2 separate regions of the Zea mays genome follow, and region 2 is linked to region 1. Evidence: chromatin contacts called from public Hi-C data. All regions are on one chromosome and are shown on one strand. The core of a region is the stretch at or near the end of the contact, and the rest is flanking DNA. Distances in the headings are between cores, read along the strand shown. Region 1 holds the start of LOC124188254. Region 2 holds the start of LOC114133148.

The links. Hi-C and Micro-C count contacts between places; a contact is called where the count stands out from the background.
Region 2: a Hi-C map of ear shows a contact between it and region 1, with 2.4 times the contacts expected there. The contact joins the promoter of LOC114133148 here to the promoter of LOC124188254 in region 1. A contact is called at or near these places in 5 of 25 Hi-C or Micro-C datasets (ear, leaf, root tip and 1 more).

What each region holds. Positions count from the first base shown.
Region 1 is chr2:218,444,111-218,450,816 of Zm-B73-REFERENCE-NAM-5.0, forward strand. LOC124188254 reads left to right here and starts at 2,538. Exons shown (of 2, transcript NM_001401381.1): 1 at 2,538-2,779; 2 at 3,069-5,166. The coding sequence starts at 3,072. The coding sequence ends at 4,883. It also overlaps the pseudogene LOC100382199 and the pseudogene LOC124188255.
Region 2 is chr2:218,293,967-218,300,672 of Zm-B73-REFERENCE-NAM-5.0, forward strand. It overlaps LOC114133148, which reads left to right and starts at 2,525. Exons shown (of 1, transcript NM_001368359.1): 1 at 2,525-3,596. The coding sequence starts at 2,615. The coding sequence ends at 3,283. It overlaps LOC100272671, which reads left to right. Exons shown (of 3, transcript NM_001366505.1): 3 at 1-264. It also overlaps the pseudogene LOC111591015.

The sequences.
Region 1 (6,706 bases), core at 1,288-3,787:
ATGACATGGGCACGTCGCGGGTGACGGTCTGGTGCGGTGCAGGCGGGCTTACTGCCGTACGCCCTGTGCGCTTGGCCTTTCGTGTCCTTAGCCCCGATACGCCCTCGCTTCGTATAGTCGGGCCGCCGGAGACGCCCACACCTCACATTAGACAACAGAAGTCATATAAGGTAAGTTGTTTGAACATAATAGTTTAGCACTTTTGCTGTTTTTGAAAAACATGCACAAATAATCAGCTAGCAAACTTCTCCTTATAATGTTAAACTCAAATAATTGAATGTGTAGACTATTGTGTCTGACACGGTGACAGCTGACAGCATAATGATCATAAGGTTTTTTTAGCCAAACATGTACAAGTACCCAGCTAGCAATCTTATTTTTATAATGTTAAACTCAAATAACTGAATTTGTAGACTATTGTGTCTAACACAGTGGATTGCAATTGTAAAATAAACTACAGCTTCATTCAAACATCAAGTTATCACTAATATACCTTGATCATCCTTCGGCGTGAATACTCTATCAAACTTAAATGTCTTTTTAGTTGTTCCACCATTTGCATTCAGGCTTGATGACACCTCATTTTTGCTTAAGGGTCGGCATCGACAAAAAAACCCTGATAATTTCCTGAAATAGTTGAGAAGACAAATAGAATGAGAATACAAAATACATTCTCTCAGGTAAATGTTAAGAGTGAGCACAAAGAACTGGATGCACACAGGATAATGGATACCTTTTGTCTCTTGAACAATATTATAAAGTTTCTTCCTCTTATCCATCTCTTCATAGCACTTCAATTTTAAATCTTCACACTGTGCAACTGCAATAATTAAGCCATACATTGTTTGTTTTATAGTTGCAAGGCTGCAAAATTACACTTCAGACATTCAAAAACAGAGTAGTGTTATCTTCTATCTTTAGCTTCTACAAGGGTTGATTCATTCTTCATCTAATAAAAAACGGCGCGACGGCGAGGGTCAGCGGCCAGCTTCTACAGAGGAACGGCGAGGACGGAGCCAGGCAACGGCGCGACGCACGTAGGACGCGAGACCTCCGCAAAGTTGGTCAATTCAACTGCAAAGTTGGTGTTCTCTGGCCCAAAGCCAAGGAAGGCGTTGGTGTACTTCTCATCAGGAACATCCCTTTTCCTCAGCAGTTTCATCCCAAAGCATTCTGTGTAGTACCTACCAGAATCATATTATGTCACATAAAAAAGCATAATCATAGCTGCAGGTGTTGCAAATGTCATTTACAATACAACAGCATACTTGATTGTGCGGTCCAGATCCCCAACACGGTAAACTGCATGGAGCATCCTCTTTTTGTCCTGTTTATGCCAGTCAACCACAACCTCAGCTGCCTTCGAGGCTTCACTATCGGTTGCCATCCCTGATTAAAGAGTTGCACATTTCATAAGAACAAGGGAGGAAAGTGATCTTAAATAAAACGAAGAACGAAAGCATCAGGCTTTCATATTGCTTGAAAACCCCTCTTTTTCTTTCAATAGAGGAATATACATCTCAATTACTCAAAGCTTTTCTCTGAAAAGCAGAAGATTATCAGAAATATCACGCTTTCCGATACACTAAAGGATCCGTGCTCAAATGACAGAACACGAGGTGAATGGACCTCCTTTTTTTCACGGTCCATTTTTCATCCGAATGCCAACCTACATCTAAATCTTTTTTTTTATACTGAAAAGGACAGCAGCACGGGTTGCAGCTCAACCAAATCAAACACACAAAGATGCAAGGCTCCGCCTTGGAGAACTTTGAGGATGCATTAGTCATCTATCTGACGGACACACAGCAAAATGAACGAAGATGGAAGTCCTAACAAGATAGGAACCCAAATCTAGGGGCACGGCCAGCCATCTAGGTGACCACGCGGGGGGCGGCCAGACGGCCAAGCGGAGGCGGGCGGGGGTCAGCGGCCAGCTTCTACAGAGGAACGGCGAGGACGGAGCCAGGCAACGGCGCGACGCACGCAGGACGCGAGACCTCCGCCTCGTCGACCGCTTGTTCGGAGCTAGGCGAAGTCGAGCTCCTGTCTTGTTCATTGGAAGCTTTATTTAAGAGTGTTTTCCAATGAGCTCGTGTTCCTTGGCCACCACGGCCGCGATGAGGCGGGGCCGGAGGGAGACGGGGCGAGCAAGTCGCGGCGGCAGCGAGGACTGAAGGCCGAGATCTGGGGCAGGGCAAGGGAGAGGGCGAGGTGCGACGGGAGAGGTAGGGAGGAACCACTCACAACTCGATTGCATAAAAAACTCGGGTCCGGAAGCTGGTTCCTGTCTGACGACGCCGTACTCAAGCCACACGTCGTTCGAGCTGTGGCGGACTGCCCGTGAAGCGCGGGGAGAAGCTCAAACTCCACCGGGTTTTAATAAAAGGTAATAAATAGAAATATTATAGTGTTTCGACTTTGGACCAGCGATAACAAAAGTGAACGGGTCGGTGGGCCTTCTCTCGTAGACCTGTTGCCGGTTGAGCCGACTTCAGAAACGGTTCAACCGGTCCCAGTCCATCAGCTGTCCGAGGGATAAACCCCACTCTATTCTTCTCTCTTCTCTCACTTATTCCTCTCCTCCTCAGGTTCAAAAAAGACAGCATCTCCTCACCTCTCCTCTCTGCTCCAAAGAAATCACTTCCTCGTTCTAGATCCCGCGGAGTTCAGTTTGAGGGGCAAGGGTTGTTGGATTTGGATCTCTCTCATCACGTGCCCCTCCCTCCCCTTTCTCAAGTTTCAAATCTTCATTTGCACGGGAACTTCTCTTCTCAAGGTATTTTACCTTTTGTATCCTCGATCTACTTTTTAAGGCATTTAAGTCGAATCCCTTTGGAGCCAAGGCTCACACTGCAACATGGAACAAGTGCTCAAAAGAATTCGAAGTTTTGGATGGATAGTTTGAGAGAGAGAGAGAGAAAAAAATCTCTCGTGGCGGCTTTTGACTGTGCAACGGCGGCTGAACCGCCCCCACACAGTTTAGCCCCACTCTCGATCCTATTCTTGACTAGTTTCTTTTCTCAATCAATCTAGGCTCACCCCCTTTGTGTTTATCCTTCTCTTAGAAGATGGTCCGCAGAAGAAATCCGTCCATTATTGAGGGAAGCGAAGGTGAAATGGACAATCAAATCGAAAGTGAAGAAGAAATTCATGAGAAACGTCCTCGCCTCTTTCAAACCGGTCCAGTCAACAGGCAGGCTCAAGGTGACAGTGAGAGCAGCGCTCGGCCCCAAACTGTTCACGCAACAAGAGGTGAGAGATTTCCCTCTCTTCGGCGAAAATTCGCAGGGCAATGCCCTCGCCGTGTGGCAGATCCAAATGCGGATGAACCAGCTAGTGATGATGATGGTAAAAAAGATGATGTTGTAGCACTTCCTCCGGATGATGCTCCTCTCATTAGGGATCTTGTGCTACACAGGGCCAAAGCCCGTCGTAATCCAAATGAACCTCAAATGGATTACAGTGCGGGCAGCAACAGTTTGCTTCAATACATAAGGTATGAAAATCCAATGAAGTGGGCAAGAGATAATCGAATTGACGGTCACAGATTTTGGAATCTCTTTCATGTGGACTTCTACAACTCAGTAATCATGACTAAGAAGCACCAACCTATCATCAAACAAAGATCTATAAATTGGGCTGAATGTGAGCAGATGAGAGATAAGGAAATGACTAGAGCTCTGCGAGCATGTGAGGCTAAAGGAATGAAGAACATCATGCTTTTCTCTTATGATTGGAACGACGAAGTGATAGCCCAATTTTACTCAACTCTATGGGTGAAGCTGAGCAGTGATGATTTGGGTGCCTATGCCTATCCATACATGAATTTCAACATTGAAGGACAGTGGTATAAGGTGAGCTACCGGCGCTTTGCTCATATTCTTGGGTTCACTGATTCTGAGATCCATCCTGATCGTAGATGCATCCACAACTATTCTCTTCCACCTCGTGCCGAAGTAATTGACATGCATGTGGTGCCTACTGACGACATGTGGAAAACTACAAATCTGCAAGGTTATTACAGGTATCTCAACTCCATGTTCCGTGCCACTCTCATTCCTAAGGGAGGAAATCAAGTGAATGTGCATGGTGAAAGTCACGTTCTCCTTTACTTCATGAAGCCAAATAAGAATTTTAGAATTAATGTGTTTGACATGATCTGGAAAGAAATTATCCATGCCTCTTGGAACACATCTAAAGGGTGTGTGCATGCTCCTTTCATAATGAAAATGATTGAAGTGGTGTCTCAAACTTATTTTCAAAAGGACAGCAAGCATGTCAAGTACACACCTTATTGGATTGATCCAAACAACCCAGCCGGCAGATCAAAAAGGGCACCCACCTCAGCTGAGCCTGGAGCTTCTTCTTCATCCTCCGAAGAACCTGCTCCAGCTCCACCTCTTCATCCCTCTTCTTCTCGGGCTGCCGCTGCCTCTCGCCCCATGAGCCGTGGTGACCGAGGTAAGCAAGGAGGTCTTAAAGCTTTACTCAAGAAGGGGTTCAATGCCATGTTTGCCATATATCGAGAGAACTCAATTCACACAGCTGAGCTTGTACGAAGAACAATGGAGTTGGATCAGAATTTTAGACGTCATGTCGCTGGTCAACCGTTGCTTCCAGTTCGTCCGTATAATCCTCCACCTCCTATGGCCGACACTCTTGATCAGTGGCATCAACAAACTTATGGAGTTCCCTTCAGTGCGTCCGACCAAGAAATCTCTGAGGATGAACCAGTTACTCCTCCTGCTGCTTCTGCTTCAGTTCCTCCTACTCCTGCTGCTTCTGCTTCAGTTCCTCCTCCTCCTGCTTCCGCTCCAGACTTGGGCACCTACTTCTTTGGTGATCCTAGTGGTGGTCATGGTCCCTATGGTGGGTGGTGATCTTATTTTTTTCTTCATTTTGGTTGCTTGATGCCAAAAATGGGGAGAAGTTTGTGATATCTTTGCTCTTTTATCTATCTACCCACTCTTGTTGTGAGTTGTGAGAGAGAACTTCAACTCTTGGGATGTAAAATAACTTTGTGATTGTGTGCTGATCTCAAAAACATCTAGCTTGTAATAGTAAATTAGGTGAACTTATTTCATTATGATGAATTTCTGTTATCCTAAGTTTTGTGTCATTTACTTCTCTTTTGTTTGTGGTGTATTGTTGTTATTATTATTTTTGGGTGTATGTCTTGTCATATGCATTTGTTTTATAGACATTTTATATGACATCTTGTTCCACCTCTCAGATACATGTGCATTATGTGACCTCTACACTTTCTCTCTAAATGTGATGCATGAATGGCATATGAGGCCAATTCTTGTGAAATTCATCACATGCACACATTTAGGGAGAGTCATAAGTATTAAAAAATCTTGTGTTTATCTTATCTACGTCACTTTTAATTATTTTATCATTAATCACCAAAAAGAGAGAGATTATAAGAGCAATTAATCTTTTGAGGGTTTTAGTGATTGAATGTCAAAGAGATTAAAAGTACTAACAACTTTATTTGAGCATGTGTATAGTTCTTAATATCCTGTGAAGTGCTCATGCTCATGCCAAAGAGTCAAAAGAGCATGAAACGTCTATGTGAAGTTATGCAGGACCCAAAGAAGATATATCATGAAGAGCGAATCACATCCAAAAATCTTTTGAGACATATTCAAGATTAAACTCAATACTCAAGAATCGAGATCTTGGTTGACTTTTATTTATGTCATTGAATATAGGAATCGTCATACTATCAAGAGGGATCAACATATGGTATTGGCGTTGTTGCTAAAGCTCACACTCTTTATTTTTGAGTGAACTATTTTATTTCAGCTCCACTGTGATTGAAGTGGGCTGTTCAACCAGTCCTTGGCCCACCTCAACCTTGTTTCTCTTTGGTCTCCAGTAAGTACCTTTACTGCAACTGTTGTGGTGATTGGTATTTAAGCATATGGGATGGGTACAACAATCTTGTCGTCATTTTACAGGACAAGTGGAAACTTGTTTAACAATGACCCCGCTCCACCACCTCCACCATCACCACTAGCACCAAATACCCCTCCCTATTGGCAACCTGATGTTCCAGCTTACCCATCCCCATACTTATATTTAAACTCTACTCGCGAACGGTGCAGTCTACGATGCAGAACAATGTAAAATAGTACATATGGGTAAACTTTGGGTAATCTGCTGGAGTCGGCCTAAAGTCTAAGATACCCAGCCGAAAATGGTGGCAGACACTCCAAACTTGGTGATGGTGCAGTTGCAGGAATCGTAATATGTTTGCTGGATGTTGGTGCAATAGTTGCATTCCTTGTAATCAAAAGGAAATCTTGGAGGTTATCATGGGGACAAGACCCGGAACAAAATGAACCTCTCAGTCCTCTTGCTTCTGGACTTAAACGTAAGTCTTAAGGTAGTTGTGTTTTCATCTTTATTGCTGCTGCTGTTCTAGTAGGAACTGTAAGCTCATTATCTTTACAGATGAATTCTGCAATTTCTCCCTTCTGTATTCTTTTCTTTGTGGAAGATGGTTAAATAATGTGTTATCATTGTGTCTAAAACCATACTTTTCAGAGATGAAATCTATCAAAATCATATCGACAATTGGCAAAGAAGAACTGCAGAAGACTGTTTAGATGAGTTTGAAGCCGCCAACAAAAATTGACCTCCACAAGTCCTTTGATGAAAGTGATACCACTAACAAGTCCATCTCAAGGTAAAG
Region 2 (6,706 bases), core at 1,275-3,774, 150 kb before region 1:
TGCACCACACTTTGATATGGTGGAAGCAGTTTCGGCACTGCGATATTTGCTAGCTCTCAAGTTAAGAATTTTGTTTATAGGATTCCTTCGTCCGTTTGTTTTATTTTGATTGAGGTATTGCCAAGATGGATTCAAGAACGTTCATCCGCAGTTCATTTACCAGAACACGAGTAAAAACTCTGGCTGCTGAAAATATAGCTCCACCACAACTCTAAAATAACTTATAATTTGAAATCGAGGAAGTATTTCTGTTATCATGCTAAATAAAATGTTGTATATTCTAGTTTTTTTTCACATGACTCCCTCGGTTCCTTGGAAGTGCAACACAGCACTTGCTTGTTTCAGGTTTTTCTCTCTCTTTTGCCTCTATTCTCCACAAATGAGAACCGATGCTAAGGGCATGTACAATCCACACTGTATCTTAAGGGATATATGAGGGTGTAAATGAAAAAAAGAATGATATATGAGGTTTTAAATGAAAAAAAAAGAAACATATCTTGGTTAAGGAATGTCTATGTCACAGTTTTCTAAGTCTAAGGTACGGTTCTACACTTCTACTTATACAATTCAAATAAATGAGTTATCTTTTAAGTGATTCTAGTGAATAAGATAAAAAAATTTAGATACATTAGGTTGTATGAAGAGTTTCTTAGATGTATCTAGTGCTTGGAGAACTATAACATAGTAATTAAGTTGTACATGCTCTAGGAACATGTTTGGCTGAGCTATAGGATAGGTTGTGCTCGGTAGATCGTTTATATGGTCATTGCACTGTATATTACTCTGTTTAAAAAAATGAAGTTTGAAATAGGTGGTGTGGTGGTAGGTGGGATAGGAAGTCTGCTAGAGATAGCCTTTATGAAAATGTTGGTGTGCATTATGGACTTTTAAAAATTGTTTTGAAGTCTAAGCTATGAGAGAAAGTTAAAAATGTGTTTAATTAAACATTTGATTTTTGATAAACCTGTTGTAAGTCTCTCTTACGAGCGGAATCCACATCTCATCCATAGTCCTCCCAACTTGGGGCAGGATTGAGTGCTGCAGCAGGGCCCATTGGCAGGACCAGTGAAAAGGGATCTGGGATATGCTACACTTACAGCTGCAGCAAAGGTAGAAATTTGAACATTGGCTCTTAACATCGCTCCTAGGTTCTTTTAGGATAGAAATAAGTAAGTGCTAATTTGATCGTAAAAGGTCACGGCAGTGTTCTTTTAATAGTGTCACTTAGGTTCCTATTTATCGTCTGGCAATAATTAAAGAAGATATGTGCATTTTACTCACCAAACAGTCTGAATTGCCAATTCATACTACTCACATTGAGATATCACAAGATCTTTGTAGCTTGCGCTTGGTACAAGATATCCTCACCACTTGATGTCATGAAAACTTGTAAACAGGTGCCTTCGTTGGTGTTTCACTGGAAGGGAATGTGGTGACAACTAGAATGGAAACCAATCTCCGCTTCTACGGTGATGCATACCAGACGGCAACCCATATCCTGTTTGGGAGGGTGGAGCGGCCCCGAGCTGCTCAGCCCTTGTTTGCTAGCCGATTTAGGGCTTCTTAAGGGTGGATTGAAGATGATTAGAGAGGATTAAATCGATTGATAGTCAAATTAAATAGAAAGAGAGTTAATCCCCCTCAATCCTTTTCTATCCGCATGCAACCGATCCATGCTTTAGATCATTGGATGGTTTCACTACTGACACCAGTCCACACATTAAATATTAGCAGAGTATTTAGTGTTAGATTATTGTAGAAATTACGATTTAGACTTGTTTCTAAATGAATAATTTTATATATAATTAGAAGATCATGATCGGTTGAGAGATCCAACGCACACAATTGATCCTTTCTTTTTTATATATCTAATGCTTTCTTTTATCGTAATCTCTTTTAACGTTCCTGCTGTCCTTAATTTGACAACTAGAATGACACTCTACTAGTCTTCCTGGCCGACCTAGGACAACCAGGCGCCGTTCTCGTTCTCACATGCTACTTGCGGTCGATTGGTTTTGTGGATGATTGTTTATCTTCTAGAGATTAGCATCAGCCAGCATGACATTTCTCTGCTCTGTTCTGTAATCTGTTCCGCTGACCCGCTCCGCTAGCAGGCAAGCCACTGCCGCCGCAAACTACTAGTACGATACAATAGACGCCAAGCCCAGTGAAGAAGCAGCGTCGATCTGGGCGGATCGATCAAGATTGCTCGGAACAATTCTTGGCTGCTTTTATTTATTATTTGCACTTGGTTACAAGTATCAGTGTAGACTAAGGCCCCGTTTCAATCTCACGGGATAAACTTTAGCTTCCTGCTAAACTTTAGCTATATGAAATGAAGTGCTAAAGTTTAGCTTTAATTATCACCATTAGCTCCCCTGTTTAGATTACAAATGGCTAAAAGTAGCTAAAAAAAAAGCTGCTAAAGTTTATCTCGCGGGATTGGAACAGGGCCTAAGCTGCAGATGCTAGCTAGCAGTTTTGAACGCACGCGATGCTCCACGTCCTGTCCGCTTGTCCCTCGTCGACCGGTTCATGGGCGTGGCCGCTCCGACGAGCGCGTAGGCCAAGATGCCAAACCACGGCTGCTATATAAACACGCAAGGCGCGGCGCATGCCCATTGGCCATTACAACCAAGCGTCGAGGCATTCGCCAATCTCCATCACCAGGCACCACCCGACGCTCTCCCGCCGCCTCACCGTGCCGGCGTCAGGTATGGCCTCCTCGCCGGCGCTACCGCTGGTGCTCCTGGCCCTGCTGCTGGCTCCCACCGGCCTCGCCGCGTCCGGCTCCGGCGGCGGCGGCGGAGGAGAGAAGCGCACGCGCATCCGGGTGTACGTGCACGAGCGGTTCACCGGCCGCAACGCGACGGTGGGGTCCGTGGCGCCGTCCCTGCGCGGCGGCAACTCGACGTTCGGCGAGGTGGGCGTGGTCGACGACGTGCTGCGCGCCGGGCCCCGCGCGTCCTCCCAGGAGGTGGGGCGGTACCAGGGCCTGTTCGCCGGCGCGGACCTCGCGGACGACAGCGGCGGCGGCGGCGGCTACTTCTCGGCCATCACGCTCGTGTTCGCCGCCGGCGAGCACCGCGGCAGCACGCTGTCCCTGCAGGGCCGGTACAGCTTCCCCGCCGACGGCGCCCTCGAGCGCGCCGTCGTGGGCGGCACCGGCGGCTTCAGGATGGCGCGCGGGTTCTCGCTGCTCCAGGTCGCCAGCGCCCCGCCGGAGGCCGCCGTCTTCCAGCTTGACCTCGTCGTCTTCACGCCCCGCGGCCACCGATACTAGCTTATCTAATAACACTGAGAGCACTGTGCAGAGCGTGCTACGTTTTGATCTCTATCGATCACACAATTTGCTGTTCGTGTGCGTTCCCTCGTCGCGACATGATATGCATGGTGTCCAGATTTTACAAATAATTGAGATTATTAGGTGAGGTTCTTTGGCATGAATGCGAGTATATAGATCCATCACTAGTGACGGTGAGAATGTGCCATGAGTTGAGTATGAAGTGTAAGTAACCTGATCACTTGAAAACTTCCTACACTGTTCCTCGCTGACAATAAAGCTTTCTCGTACTCGCTCTGAAACCAATGTCAACGAAGACAGCATTAAAACTTGAAGATGAAAAAAAAAATGATCTTAATTTGGCGTCGTTTCTGCTAGTGCTAGGGCGTGTCTACTGTTTAGGCCCTTCCTCCCAGCAACCCGATCGAACTTTGGCAACGAATGCGTTCGGTGTTGAGGGTGCGTCTGCTTCTGGCTGGTCTAGTGGTGTCGGCGTGTCGCGGCTTCACGGGCACAGACACGGTGGTTCCTTCTTGACCCTCCTACACCCAATTTCAGCCCATTAAGCTGCTTCCCTCACCAATGTACTGCAGGCCCATCCAAAGCAGCCCACCGACAGAAGCCAGGCGATCCGAGCGTGTCCCTGCCCCTCCTCTACGCTACTGAACATGAAGGAATTCGCCTGACACTTGTACTTGACATTATGCAAATAATTTGATTTAAGAGTGTGTAACCAAAACACCAAATTAATGTAATGCAATAGACACGATCCTTGGAATTCCCCGAATATTATTATCTGAAGTAGTATCTGATGTTGATACGTCCATTCATGGTCTTGAATGTTCTCTGAATATTATTATTATTATTATTATTATTATTATTATTATTATTATTATTATTATTATTATTATTATTATTATTATTATTATTATTATTATTATTATTATTATTATTATTATTATTATTATTATTATTATTATTATTTCATCTACCCAAGTGCGATGCCATATCGTTTTATACTTATTAACCATGTCCATTTATTTATTTATAAACTAATTAGAGATATGCCATCTACCCAAGTGCAATGTCATATGCCAAAAATATCGTTTTATACTTATGTCTTAAATGGCCATTTTCCTTGCAACATAATATTTGAATTAGGCCATTGATTAAGCAGGCTCTGCCTTGGCCAAATTATCTGTTCGAGGCTCCTCGGTGAAGCAGGACTGCAGGAGGGCCAGCTCGGCTAAACACCCGGCAGGTAGAAATTCACATGACCACGCGAGCCTCTCTAGGATGCTGGCAAAAGCAATGCAAGCTGCAAAAGAAGAGCTCCGCGCGTTATCCATGCACATGACACATGGAGCATGGTCCAGCATCCACGGGACAGCCGCAGACAAGGACAATCTAATCTGTGCGTGCAAGGCTGACCGGAACAGGCGGCCGGCCTCGGGGAAGGAGAAAAAAGCAAAAGCGACGAGTTCTGCTCGGCCGTGTCCGTGTCCTTGTGTGTATCAGCAAAAGTCGCCGGCCCTGACGACACCGCCGCCGCTCCTCCTCCTCCTCCTCCTTCCGTCCTTTTTCACACTCGCATCTCAAGAGAGCTTTTGTAGCTACTAGCTTCCGCTAGGTCGTCAGTCATGGCGCCCGTGCATACATCGTCCACGACAATGGCGGATGAGCATCGCTCGCCGCCGCCGGCAGCAGCGACCCGTCCACTCCACCCCGGCTGTACTCCCCTCACTCGACGATGTCGCGCGGAGGAGAGATAGCTTTCTTTTTTTTCTCGCCAGGGTCTCTAGCTCGTATCGTACGGCGCTGCTCGCCTTGCCAATGTCGACAAGGGCGCCGATACACGCAACGCAAAAGCTAGCTAGGAGCTACTTACTGCATGCACCTGTGGTAGGCGAGGTCTGTGGTGTGGAGAAACTACTAAAGCGCTTTTAATTTCTAGCTAGCCGGCCGGTGCCATGATTGTGGCTTCTACTCTGCACATGACAGAACCGCATATATAATTACGGTAGTTAGCGCAAATGACAAAAGCGCAGCCGCCTATACGCACTACTCGCTCTTAATTATGCATTGGAAACCTCTGCAACTTTATCAAAGGCACTGCAGCAGGTAGTCGAAAGTAGAAACTACGTACAAACTAGAGAGCGTGTTCGTCAGGCGCTGGAGACGAAAGTTTGGACAGCGTGGTCGTTAGGGTTATAATTGCGCTCGCTCGGCTGGCCTCAAAAGGCTTAACCGTCCACGTACGTGTGCGCAGCATGAGCATGTCGCCTGCTGCGTCGTCCCGCTGGCTCATGCGCGCAACTGACACGTCCCTGCAGCGGTAACACACCTGCAGCTTCAGCGCTCCGCCCTCTCAAAAGGCGCGTGTTTTTTTGCGCTGTTATTGTTCGTATTAGAGGAGCAGTGCTGAAGCTGCTGTGGTTCCTGAGAGTGTGTTGTGTGATGAGTGAGCCCAGCACGGGGTAATAAAGGACCTCAGCTTGCTTTGGTTTTGGCTTTTGCATCTACACTACACTGCCTAGGAGGGAGAGGAAGAAGAGGCCGGATTCCGTCCTTTGTCTCGCGTGTGACGCCAGCTATACGTCGCGTGCGCCCATCTCGTTTTGGTTGATATCATCCGTTTTGGTTGAATTTTTTATTTTATATGTAGAACTATATTTATTTATTTATTTATTTATTTCTCGATTGGAAAGTCAGAGTTGTGGCCGTTGGGTTTTTTTTTTTAAAAAAAAAGGAGGGGCAGGTGTTTGTTTGGTTTCACCTGTTTTATCTTGGCTCCGAGCTGAATATATATGTGTGTGTTGTGCTTGTGCCTACTCTCTCCAACGTTTGTATAGTGAACGTCGTACGGGCAGCAGCATCTTTCTTGGTTCCCGGCAAGTTTTGGAACGACATCCTGCTGGCGGTTCGCTGTTGCATTTGCATGCACATGACGCCTGCCTGATTATCATTTTGCACTTCGCGCGGGTTTCCAGGCCAAGCTTGTCGTTGGAGAACGGGAGTAATTCTGCCTTGGTGTTACTGTTTTGTTTGTCTTTTGCAACTGGTTTCAGTGTGAAGAAGAAGAAGAAAAAAAAAATTAAAAAAAAAGAATCTTGGAAGTCGTTGGTGTCGAAGAGAAACAAGACAAGACGACTGCTCTGGACTCTGGAGGCCATTTCTGTATAATACACAAATATATACTAAAAGGAAGATGCTTTCAAGTGCTAACAGATTTTATTTATCATCGAAAGGAAGGAAGAAAGAAAGAAAGAAAGATACTCCAGTCCAGTGGATTACAGTGACGAATGGCAGGCACCCTGCAGTGCTGGCTGCAAACAGTAGTTGTTACTGCTGCGCCAGCGGCCTGTGGCAGACTGGCAGTGGAGGTCCGTCCAAGCGTGGCATGATTATGGCGTTGAAAACTTT